Regions from separate parts of the Mus musculus genome. Here region 1 is linked to region 2. The links are chromatin contacts, called in public HiChIP or PLAC-seq maps. All regions are on one chromosome and are shown on one strand. Each heading gives the region's core, a stretch centred on a gene start, on an enhancer-like site or on the middle of the called end of the contact. The rest is flanking DNA. Distances are from core to core; before and after follow the strand shown.

The links. HiChIP or PLAC-seq counts read pairs in DNA pulled down with a chosen protein or histone mark.
Region 1: a contact with region 2 is called in an HNF4G HiChIP or PLAC-seq map of pancreatic cancer cells. The contact joins two enhancer-like sites. A contact is called at or near these places in 4 of 15 datasets of contacts at CTCF or cohesin (embryonic stem cells, large pre-B cells, pro-B cells and 1 more), 31 of 484 Hi-C or Micro-C datasets (the 63-12 cell line, B cells, the Ba/F3 cell line and 16 more), 2 of 115 datasets of contacts at active chromatin or transcription factors (astrocytes and pancreatic cancer cells) and 1 of 9 other capture datasets (embryonic stem cells).

What each region holds. Positions count from the first base shown.
Region 1 is chr5:139,283,735-139,289,470 of GRCm38.p6, reverse strand. The region is part of intron 4 of Adap1 (ArfGAP with dual PH domains 1); the gene reads left to right. Among named protein-coding and RNA genes, the nearest start is that of Get4, 34 kb to the right of the region's middle. Within about 2 kb of position 3,875, at least 73 of the 459 cell types and tissues checked have an H3K27ac peak or open chromatin away from gene starts, as enhancers often do. A contact at or near this core is called in pancreatic cancer cells, where this site is marked.
Region 2 is chr5:138,843,587-138,848,760 of GRCm38.p6, reverse strand. No RefSeq gene overlaps it. Among named protein-coding and RNA genes, the nearest start is that of Gm30206, 21 kb to the right of the region's middle. Within about 2 kb of position 2,135, at least 22 of the 459 cell types and tissues checked have an H3K27ac peak or open chromatin away from gene starts, as enhancers often do. A contact at or near this core is called in pancreatic cancer cells, where this site is marked.

The DNA.
Region 1 (5,736 bases), core at 2,626-5,125, 440 kb before region 2:
TGGTGTTCGTCACCAAGAATAGACTTGATCCTTGGAAGGAAAGAACCTGCTCCCACAAGTTGTCCTCTGACCTCCACACATGTGCCATGGGACATGCATGCCACCACACACCCATACTCCCTTCATCATGAATACACATGAAACACATGTTAAAGATTAAAGTGGAACATAAGGAGACACTTGAGGTTGTCCACTGGCCTCTATATGCACACACAAGCACACACACATGCACACACATTAAGAAAAGCAAGCGCTAGCCGGGCGTGGTGGTGCATGCCTTTAATCCCAGCACTTGGGAGGCAGAGGCAGGTGGATCTCTGAGTTCGAGGCCAGCCTGGTCTACAAAGTGAGTTCCAGGACAGCCAGGGCTATACAGAGAAACCCTGTCTCGAAAAACCAAAAAAAAAAAAAAAAAAAAAAAAAAAGAAAAGCAAGCGCTATAACATGGCAGTAGTGCAGTCTCCTGGAAGTTCTCAGGGCATCCCTCAGAGGGCCACAAGCCAGCTGGTCACACTGGGCTCTATAGACACAGTTAAGCCATGGCTCTCTTTACTTTAGACCTGGCTGGGCAACATGTAGTTCAGCTGTGAGGCCAGCTACTGTGTGCAGCCCTCCTCTCAGCTGCCCAGCTGAGCATGAATGGGGTAGGGCATCCTTGGCTGCCACCTGGGCAACGGGTTGGAGGTGTGGGTTGCTCCGGATGAGTCTGTTACCATGGCAGCGTGGGGAGGCAGAATTCAGCAGTGAGGAGCCTAAGGGACCATGGAGCAGAAGGAAGAGGTATGGGCAGAAGAGACCAAGGAAAAGTGTCTGCAGTTCTTCTGTTGGGAGTCCCGTGTCTACAGCTTCCTCAGGCATGCACTCTGAGCTACAATGCTAGAGGGCCGTCACCATAACTATGGAGTGGCAGGAGGTGGCATTATGATGACACTGTGGTTTCTGCTGGTATCCTTTGCCTGGGGCTGAACACTAACATCTAAATGGGGTTTGAGGAGAGCCCCAACTTGGACTTCTCCATTTTCTTGTGCCCCATACTCCCAGCAACACTACAGAAGGGCTCATAGATAGGACCCCTCCAGGGGACAGGATCCCAGCTATTCAGCAACCCCCCCCCAACCCCCATGTATTCACTTTTTTGGAAGGAGGGTTCTGGGTTTTGAAAAGCTGGGGTTATTGGCACGGCCTTTCAGGCTTGTTCCCTTTCTTTAAAGAGCTTTGCACTGTGAGCGGCTTCGGCAGAAGTTAGTGTGTGGGGGACACAATCTGGATCTACCCTGCCTCCACCCACCCTCTTAGCCCATGTCGCCTCAGGGTTGTGTCCAGAAGAGTGAGGCTCAAAGCCACAGTCTCCACACTCAAGGACCGGGCAAGGCAGTAAGAAAGCCACTGGAAGCCCCTAGGGAACTGGAGGACCTGGAACTGTTCATTGCTCGGGTCCCCAAAGGCCTTTATCACATCCAACCTGCTCTTATTGTGGCCTCTTCCTCTTTGCACCAACTCTCATACTTCCCATAGGGCAATGGGACCCCAGGGTGGCTCTGATCAGCCTTATTTCCCTCTTTTCTTTCTTTTGCCTCTCCCTCCTCTCCTTCTCAGGGCTTGGACTGGAACCATGAATGCTAGATAAATCCTGAATCACACCCCCAGCCCCTCACTGGTGGATTCTAGGCGGGGGCTCTACCTCTGAGCCACGCCCCAGGCCCTCACTGGGGGATTCTAGGCAGGGACTCTACCACTGAGCCACGCCCCAGCCCCTCACTGGGGGATTCTAGGCAGGGACTCTACCACTGAGCCACGCCCCAGGCCCTCACTGGGGGATTCTAGGCAGGTGCTCTACCACCGAGCCACGCCCCCTGCCCCTCACTGGGGGATTCTAGGCAGGGGCTCTACCACTGAGCCACGCCCCCTGCCCCTCACTGGGGGATTCTAGGCAGGGGCTCTACCACTGAGCCATGCCCCAGCCCCTCACTGGGGGATTCTAGGCAGGGGCTCTACCACTGAGCCACACCCCCAGCTCCTCCCTGGGGGATTCTATGCAAAGTGCCCCACCCCCACTAGTCCAGCACTTCTGCCCCCTCCTCTTACCAAACAGTACTTTCTCACTCTGGGCATAGACACTCCCCACTGCCTATCTGGGAAATGCAGAAGTCCCCTCAGATGGAGAAAGGGGAAATGTGGGGCCTCAAAAGAGGTGAGGCCGGGACTCTTCAGAGGAGTGGCCCCATGCTTGCCCAGAACGAACCGGAACTGTGGGTTCCAAGGGTCTGTCTCCTTACATGCCTGTGAGCAGGCGCAGACAAGATGCCCTGCATGGTCATTGGGGACGAAGAGTCATCAGGGCTGAAGGCTGAGGGAGCCAGCTCAGGACAGGAGTCCCATGTTAGCTGCTTGGGGTCTCTGCCTTCTTCATAGCTCAGCAGGGGCCCTAGATGGAGGAGTTTGCATCTGTTTCCCCTTAGGGTTTCAAAACTATCTGGAAGAAGTCAGGAGTGTTGGGGCTGAGAGAGACGAACAACAGTGTGACAGTCAAGCTAGAGACCAAGGGACATCCTCAACTGCATGTCAGGACTCAAAATGAGCAGGGACAGTGACTACAGTTCCCTCCACAATGCCCAAGGAGCCATGGGGACATCTCTGGGAACATCCAGCCCACACCCCTCCCCCGCATTGAGGGACACGGAGGCCAAGGGGTCATCCATGTGAAGTCTCTGTGTGGGGAAGTACCCTTGTCATGGCCCTGCCCTCCCCAGTGCACTCCCTATTACACAATCCCAGGCTTATTCCAGATTTATTCCAGCGCTGAGACCCTGTCCCTGTGAGCCAGCATGCCAGCAGCCACCGCCGTCTGGTTTTCTCTTTCCCCGCTGTTCACCAGCTTGGACGTGATGAGTGGCCTTCTATGCTAGGCTTCTGGCCCAGAGCATTGTGCTGCTCACCCACAGCGGAGCCTATCTTTGTTTATTTTCAAAATTCTTTTCAGTCTAAGGAAGTTTCACAGAAGCATTGCTCTGGAGACTGGTTAGCAGAGTCTCTGGCGCTAAGGTGTCCACTGACATCAGGTCTGTCTCTTGTCCAGGCCTGGTGCAGAGGCCTGCCTATTACAGGACGACACTCCTAGGACTGAGGAGCCACCTGGATGGCTGCCTATTCTCTCTCGACATGGACAGTGGCTGAGCGAGTCAGACCTGGGGCCTTGAGCACACGCTCCCTGGAACTGGGCTTTGGAGAAGTCTCTCTCAGACAGTGTCATCCAGGGCTACAGGAGGGAAGTAGCCCCTGGAGTTCCAGACGAGACAGGTGCCAGTGGCTCACTTACAGCCCCTGTCACATTTCCTGGCCTGCCAGAGACAGAGGCTGCTGGGTCAAGACCCCCCTATATCCCGGCCATCCTTTCCTGTGCCTGGGCTGCCTCTGTGAGGGCATGTCCTGGCTTACAGAGATGCTTGTCCCTCAGCAGGAATGAGCAGTGCATGGAGCCCTGTGACCATAGGGCCCTGCCACACTCTCTGCTGTGTGTCATTCCTCAGCCTAGGTCACAGTTGGCTGGAGTGTCTAAAGTTCCCCTCTGACGCGGAGATGTCAGGGTGTTGGGTGTGCCCTCATACCTGAGTGCACCTTGCTTTGTATCTGCCCCTCCCCACCACTGCTCAGCAAGGGACTGGGTGACAGCTGCCCTGGCTCCTGCCCCAGACTGTCCTGCCTCCACCCAAGCCTCAATGGCTGCCATTCACAGGGGAGGGTGGGCGTCAGGGCATGCAGACAATGGCCTTTGTTGCCCAGGACCAGGCCACCACCTCCTCTAACAGACTGGGTCCTGCCTGGGTCCCTCTGGGAGCCTCTCTCCCTATTTGCATAGTGACATTTAGGTCAAAGGTCAAGAAAGCAACAGCACCGGGATGTCTCCACTTGGTACAACCCCTTTTCCTTCCTCCCTGAGCGGCACAGCTCTGCCTGACTTCGGTTTTTCTTGTGTGCTAAGGCAGGGTGCTCAGCACAACAGTGTTTGGGGGACTGTTAAATCATGGGATGGCCAGGGTGAGGCACCCTGGGGTGGCTGGCTCGGCAAGAGGGTTAGGTCCTTTGAAACGATGAGATGACGGTGGAAGCTAGGTAGGGCACTCCTAGATGCAGATAACCCCATTTCCTGTCTTCCTGTCAAGCCTCCAAGGGTTCTATAGTGGCCTTGGATCTGCCCATGTGACAGGCTCCTATGAGAGTCACTTGTAAGATCAGCCAGGCTGTTCACAAGTACCAGGCTTCTTCTGAGCCCCATGTCCCAGACAGTCTGAGTGCAGTAGGGAGGTCTGGTGGCCTTGCTGGACCCCAGGAACTGTCTTGACTCCTTTAGCTTCACTTCAGCCCTGACCCTTTGGAAGATGGCAGAACTGAAGCCCAGAGAGAGGTGGCAGCGACGGTCCCCTGCCACCTTGTCCATGAGAACAGCTCGTGAGGTCTAGCTAGTGAGCTTCCTGGCGGCTGTTGTGTGACTCTGTGAACAGTATCTTCAGGAGACCAATTGCTTATGTACAAGATGGGGACACAGCTCAGAACCCCAGTTCCTGGAGCCATGGCCTGGAGCTGGCTCGCAGCACCCTCTCCCCACCAGGCTGTGTTCTGCTGGTTATTGGGCAATCGAAGAAGTAAACAAGAAGGGATGTGGGACACTCATACTGAAGGGTTCCTATGTATGACCAGAACACCAGGGAGTCTTGAAGCCAGAGCATTGCATACTGAGGACACATGCTATGGAGTCCCAAGGAAACCAGCACCTGGGAGGTGTTAGCTTGCACCAGGGCTAAGGTATCAGGTATTCTCCTGAAGGGAGACCCTACCTGACCCCACCTCAAGTCAGGGAGCCCCAACTGGACTAGAGCAGAGAACTAGAGCATCCATCACTGGATTCGGGAAGTCTTCCTGTGTGGCTTCTCAGAGAGAAAAGACCTCCCAAGGAGACACACAGGGTGAATAGATCTGTTCCCAGAGCCAAGCCGGGAAGTAGCAAGAAGGGCTGAGTGGTCACCTGCTGCCCACATGCTCCTGGGATCCCAGGTTCCTAAAGATGGAAAGCAACACTTCCAGGGTGCAGGTAGAGTGCAGGCCAAACATGCCAAGGAGGCCCTGCAGTTGCATGGGACTCACAAACATGGATCTCAGCCCCTGTCATCCACACAGCCCCTCTGTCTTACCTGGAGCTGGCAGGTCCCTGTGAGGTGGTAAGATGCTGGCCAATCAGAATCCGAACCTATACACACTGAAGCCTGCTCTTGGCCCCACTTACGGGTGCAGAAGAGACCCAGGGAGCTTCAGGACAGAGCCCAAGTGGCCAGAGCAGTGGGCAAGGAGTGGTTGAGCCCTGGGAACATAGAGTCCGAACATCTTGGGCATGTTTGCTTGCGTGTGTGTGTGTGTGTGTGTGTGTGTGTGTGTGTGTGTGTGCGCGCGCGCGCGCACAATGTGAGTACAGTGTCCGTGGAGGCCTGAAGAGGGCGCCAGATGCCTAGAACTGGAGTTACAGTTTGATAGGTGTAGTTGCCAATAGAAGCAGACAGAACTTGCAGCCTGAGGCTGGGTGTGGTTGCCCCAGTCTGGGTAAAGTCATGGAGTCTCAGTTTGTCTGGTGTCTCTGAGGCCAGGCTCAGTGCCGAACCTTCCACTATACCCCCAGTGGGAGAAGCCAGATGATGTGGATACCTGTCCCATTCAGAAGGGTCCCCACAGCAGTCCTGAGTATGGAAC
Region 2 (5,174 bases), core at 886-3,385:
TCTTTGGGAGGTCATCTGGCCTTGGGGTCAGAGTTCCTAGGCCAAGTGTCAAGGGGCGCTAACTTTACGGTGAATACTCACTTTGCCTACAGTAGCCACACTTTCAGGTTGGAAACTCGGGTGGATATTACAAGCTTTGACCCTATTGGCGTTTCATGAGAGGCTATCTCATCCCACTCAAAGGCTATCTGCCATGTTCCTTCCGGATCTCCACTACCTGTGTTCCCACAAGACTGTTTGTTTGCCCTAACTCCCAGGCTTGCTGAAAGAGGCCTTATGAGTAAAGCAGGCGGGCTTGTGGGTCCACCCTGGTGTGAAGAGCCATTCCTCCTCCCCCTCCCCTCCACTATCATCTCATCCTTACTGACCCCAGATCGGGCGGGTGGCTTAGGATGTATGTCCCAAGGGGCTTGTTTTGTAAGAGTGGCCTTGCCATTGCAGCTGGAGCTGCCTGGGCCTGGTTTATGGGTAGCCCTCTGCTGCCACCTGGTGTCCATTGTCTGCCACGCACCCTTTCTACTGGACTTTGGCGTTGCAGATGTGCGCATGCTCCTGGCTGTTGCACGAGGAGTCCCTGGGGTGGGGTTACATGTGTTAAGTGTGTGTGTGTGTGTGTGTGTGTGTGTGTGTGTGTGTGTGTGTGTGTGTGTGTGTGTGTGTATTTTGAGGAGGATATTGGCACCCCTAAAGTCCTGCTGGTACTGGGCCTGACATCCACTCATGAACAGTGCTTTTTAACTGGGCACACCGCAAATTGGCAGAAGCAGCGCTGCACCTGGAGGTTCCAACCCCTTGATAGCAATGGGGGAAAGTGAGTCCCCACGCCTCCTCCTCTGTCCGTGGCCGTGGCCTTAGTGACTTTTTCGGTGGTCTGGCCCCCCATGGAGCGCATCAGTTCCGCTGAGAGCTGTAAAGGATGGAGGCCTGCTTGTGGGTGGAGTTGCATTCTCCTGGGGAGGAAGCCAGTGCAGAAAGTGTGCAGTAATGAATGCCCTCGCTCGAATCCTATGATTTAAGGCCACAGCGCTTCCTCACTGGGAAGTATAGTTCAAAAGAAATTACAGGGTGTGGGACTTGGGATGCTCTTCTGTGATCCTCCGAGAAAGGAGGATGGGGAGTTTCAGGCCAGCCTGAGCTACATAGTGTGACCCAGTCTTAAGAAAAATAACAAACAAACAAACAAACAAACAAATAACAAACAGAGGTTGGTGTTGTAGCTCAGTTGGTAATGTATCTTACTTAGCATGCAGGAGGCCCCGGAGCCTGGAGTCTGAGCACTGGGATTGTGGAAACAGGAGAATAAGAAGCTCAAGGCAAGAAGCTCAAGGCTATCTCCAGCTACTTAGCAAGTTTGAAGGCATCCTGGGCTACATATGAGCCAATCTCAAACAAAACAAAACAAACAATCAAAACAAAGACAAAAAGCAGATCAGTATCTGGGGAGAGGGGGGCAGGAATACAAATTTCTGTGAGGCTAAACTGGTCTGTATAGCAAGTTCTAGGCCAGACAGAGCTATATAGTGAGACCCCGTCTTTTAAAAAGTTAATCAGTTAAAAATTAAGTGAGAAGACACAAGATGCCTTTGCTGCCCTGCATGTTGGGTGACTTGAAGATCAGGCAACATCAAGGCCCTGGAGTCGGAACCCTCAGCCTTGGCATAGAACAGAGAGAAGGAGAGAGAAGAGGTGAACGCCCGGGACCTAGAGGGGAAGAGCTGCAGAAATGGGCTTTTATTTTAAGCACCTGGTGAGAAATTTTTATTAAGGGGAAGGCATGGGGCATGACCAAGTTCAAAGGTCCCCTGGCAGCAAGAAGGTTGGTGGGAGGGGGGAACACGTAACAGGTGCATGGCCTTGATGCACTCTGGGGTGAAAGGCTCAGGAGAAGCTGGAAGTGGCTTTAGAGTTCACCATAAAGGCTGGGGATTTGCAGGGAGTGGGAGCCAATGAGGCTCAGGGCCAACTGCCAGGTTTGAGCTGGAATCACCCACAGGTGTGATGGGATCCCGGCCAGGACGCTGTTTAAATGGCCCTGTTTTTGAGCTTGGTGTTACATTCTTCACATTATCTCAGTTACTGAGCATAAAAACCCAGGGCAAGGCGGCCCTTATCTGCTCTGGTGGCACGCTACCAGCTGTGTGAGTAAGGCTTTATTGCCCCTGTTCAAGGCACAAGGAAGCTGGCTGGGAGGTGACAGGGTTGCTGTTTTGGCAGCAGCCAAGGGCAACAGCAGTGACTTCATCTCAGGTCACACAGCACAAGTGTCGGGTGTGCGCAGTTTCAGTATTCAGATGCAACTCCCTTGATGGACGCTCACCAATTTCAAAGCATACAGTCCCACGGTGTTCGGTGTATTGATGGTGCTACACAGCCATTCCCACAACATTCACACAGCTTCTCTCCCCCAAAGAAACTAAGGGGCTAAGCAGGTAGCCCAGTCAGAAAAGCATCCTGCATAAACACAAGGACCTGAGTTCAGGTCCCAGGATATGTGTAAAGGCTTGCATGGTGGCACATGCTTGGGATCCCAGCTCAGGGAAGCAGAGGAAGGAAGATGTGGAGCTGCTCTGTGCAGCCAGCCAGCTCAGCTCAATCAGTGAGCTCTAAATTCAGTGAAAGACCCTGTCTCAAAAACTAAGGTGGTCAGTATCCTGACCACACACATGCTCGCGCACGCGCACACGCACGCACGCGCACACGCACTCACACAAACACACACGTGCATACACATGCATACACAGGAAACCATGTACCTTTTAGCAGTTACCCAGCTCCTGATGGCCACTGAGCCTATGGCTTTTAGCTCTCTGGCTACATCACATATATAGCCTACCCAGTGTGTGGACTTTTGTACCCACCGAATGTCCTCAAGGCCCATGGAACATTTCTGTCTTGTGAAGGAGTGGCAGTCCAAAGTGTGGCGTGGTGTGCCATTTTCGTATCCTGTCATCTGTCGATGGGTGCTGAGTGGTCCCTACATTTGAACTCTTACGATGCTGCTCTGAACATTCATGGGGAAGCTCCTAGTTTTAATTCCTAGCAAGTGGGGGCTGGAGAGATGGCTCAGTGGTTAAGAGCACTGACTGCTCTTCCAGAGGTCCTGAGTTCAAATCCCAGCAACCACATGGTGGCTCACAGCCATAGGTAATGAGATCTGATGTCCTCTTCTGGTGTGTCAGAAGACAGCTACAGTGTACTTATATATAATAAAGAAGCAAATCTTTAAACCAACAACAAAAAATGCCTAGCGAGTGTGTGAGAGTATGAATGGGGGGAATTGTATATACGGGGCTCGTATTTGGAAATCAGAGTACAGACTGGGGTATCCTCAGGATATCTTCCACCTTTTGTTCAAGACTGAGTCTCTCACTGGCCTTGAACTTCACCAAGTAGGCCACACTAGCTATCCTTCAAGCTTCTGTGTAGTCTCCTGCCTCCATCTCCCATCCTGCTGAGCAGTGATTATAAGTATGTGTCACAGTATCCAGATTCTACATGAGTTTTGGGTATTCAAATTCAAGTCCCTGTGCCATCTGGACAGCTCATGTTTCCAATTCGTTGGGTACACCCCGAGCGGCTAAGTTATCAGAGAATTTAGGTTAGCTTTTTCAGAAAATGCAAACATGTTTTTCAAGGCAGTGATTTCAATGCATACCCATCAACAGGGTAGGATGCTCTCAATTTGACCACACCCTCACCAGCCCTGTTTTGCCCATTTGTTTCTGTTGTGGGAGAGCAGGGCATGCTCATAGGAGACAACTTGTAGAAGTCCATTCTTTCCATCACGCTGTTCCCAGGGATCGAACTCATTGTCAGCCTTGGTAGCAAGTGCCTTCACCCACTACGCTGTCTCCCTGACCCAGTTGTCTCTTGTCCCTAGAGAATGTGAGGTAGTGTCTCTTGCTGGCTTTGATTTGTATTTTCTAGTAACCAGCATCCTGGAAAGTCCTCATGAACTTGTCGGTCATTTCTACATCTTCTTTGGAGACATTTGTAGTTGAGCCTTTTGCCTGTTTTTATTGATTTTTGCCTGTGGGGGGGGGCACAAGTGCATATGCCCATATGTGTATAAATGCATATGGAGGCCAGAGTGTTCTTCTTCATCTTGAGTGCCCTTCCTCGGGAGTCTTGCTTTTTGAGGCAGAATCTCTCATAAGACTGGAACTCGTGGACTGGGCTAGCCTGGCTGACCAGTGAGTCTAGGGACCCACTTGGCTCTTCCTCTCCAGTGTTGTGAATACAAGTGTGCACTACTGCACACTTGTTTGTTGTTGTTGTTTTGTTTTCACATGGGTTCTGGGAATTGAACTCAGGGCCTCATGCTTGCAGAGGAAACAATTACTACCCAAGCCAGGTCCTTTGCCTGTCCTGAGATGGATAATTTGTCTTCATTAGTTAGCTTTTTGGGTTACTGTGACAAAAAAAAAAAATCTGACAGAAGCAGCTGTAGGAAGGAGAGGTTCCTGGTGGCTCACACTTTCAGGGGACACAGGTTGTCTCTGTGGGGAAGGAGGGGCAACTTGGGTGGTGGGAGCCTGCAGCTTGGCCTGGACCATTCACAAGATGAGGAAGCAGAGGCTCACACCCAACCATTAGCAGCAGCCTGAGAAACCAGTCTCTCGAAAAAGCCATTCTTTGGGCTTTGTTTGTTTGTTTGTTTTGTTTTTGTTTGTTTTTGGTTTATTGTTGTTTTCCTGTTGCCATGCCTTAGAAATAAACCGTGGGGACAGGAAACAATGAAGAAAGCACTGGGTGGCACCTCACAGACACTTTCCTTCTTCCCACAGTCCTCAGTGCAGTGCCCTCAGCCCTGTGTCGTGATGGTCTAAGTCCTTTTTCTGTTGTGATGGGGGCTCACTGAGTCTGAGGCTGGGATCCCAGGGATAGGCTTGCACCTGAAGTAGGAAGGACATTGGATCTTATCAGCACCCACATATGGCCTAGAAGAGGGGCTGAGAGCATGGGCTGAGGCCACATAGGGTGGTGCTGGACCACAGCTTAGTCTCTCGTTGCTCTGTGATACAGACATAACTTTGGCTTCTGTGTGCCCTTGACCGGATAGGGTGGTTAGATGGACCTCCCAGGCTGATTGGGAGCTCATTCAAGATTGGGTAGGTTCCAGGCCCAGGACACAGCAAGAGCTCAGTGAATAGGAACGTCCTGCAATCACAGTA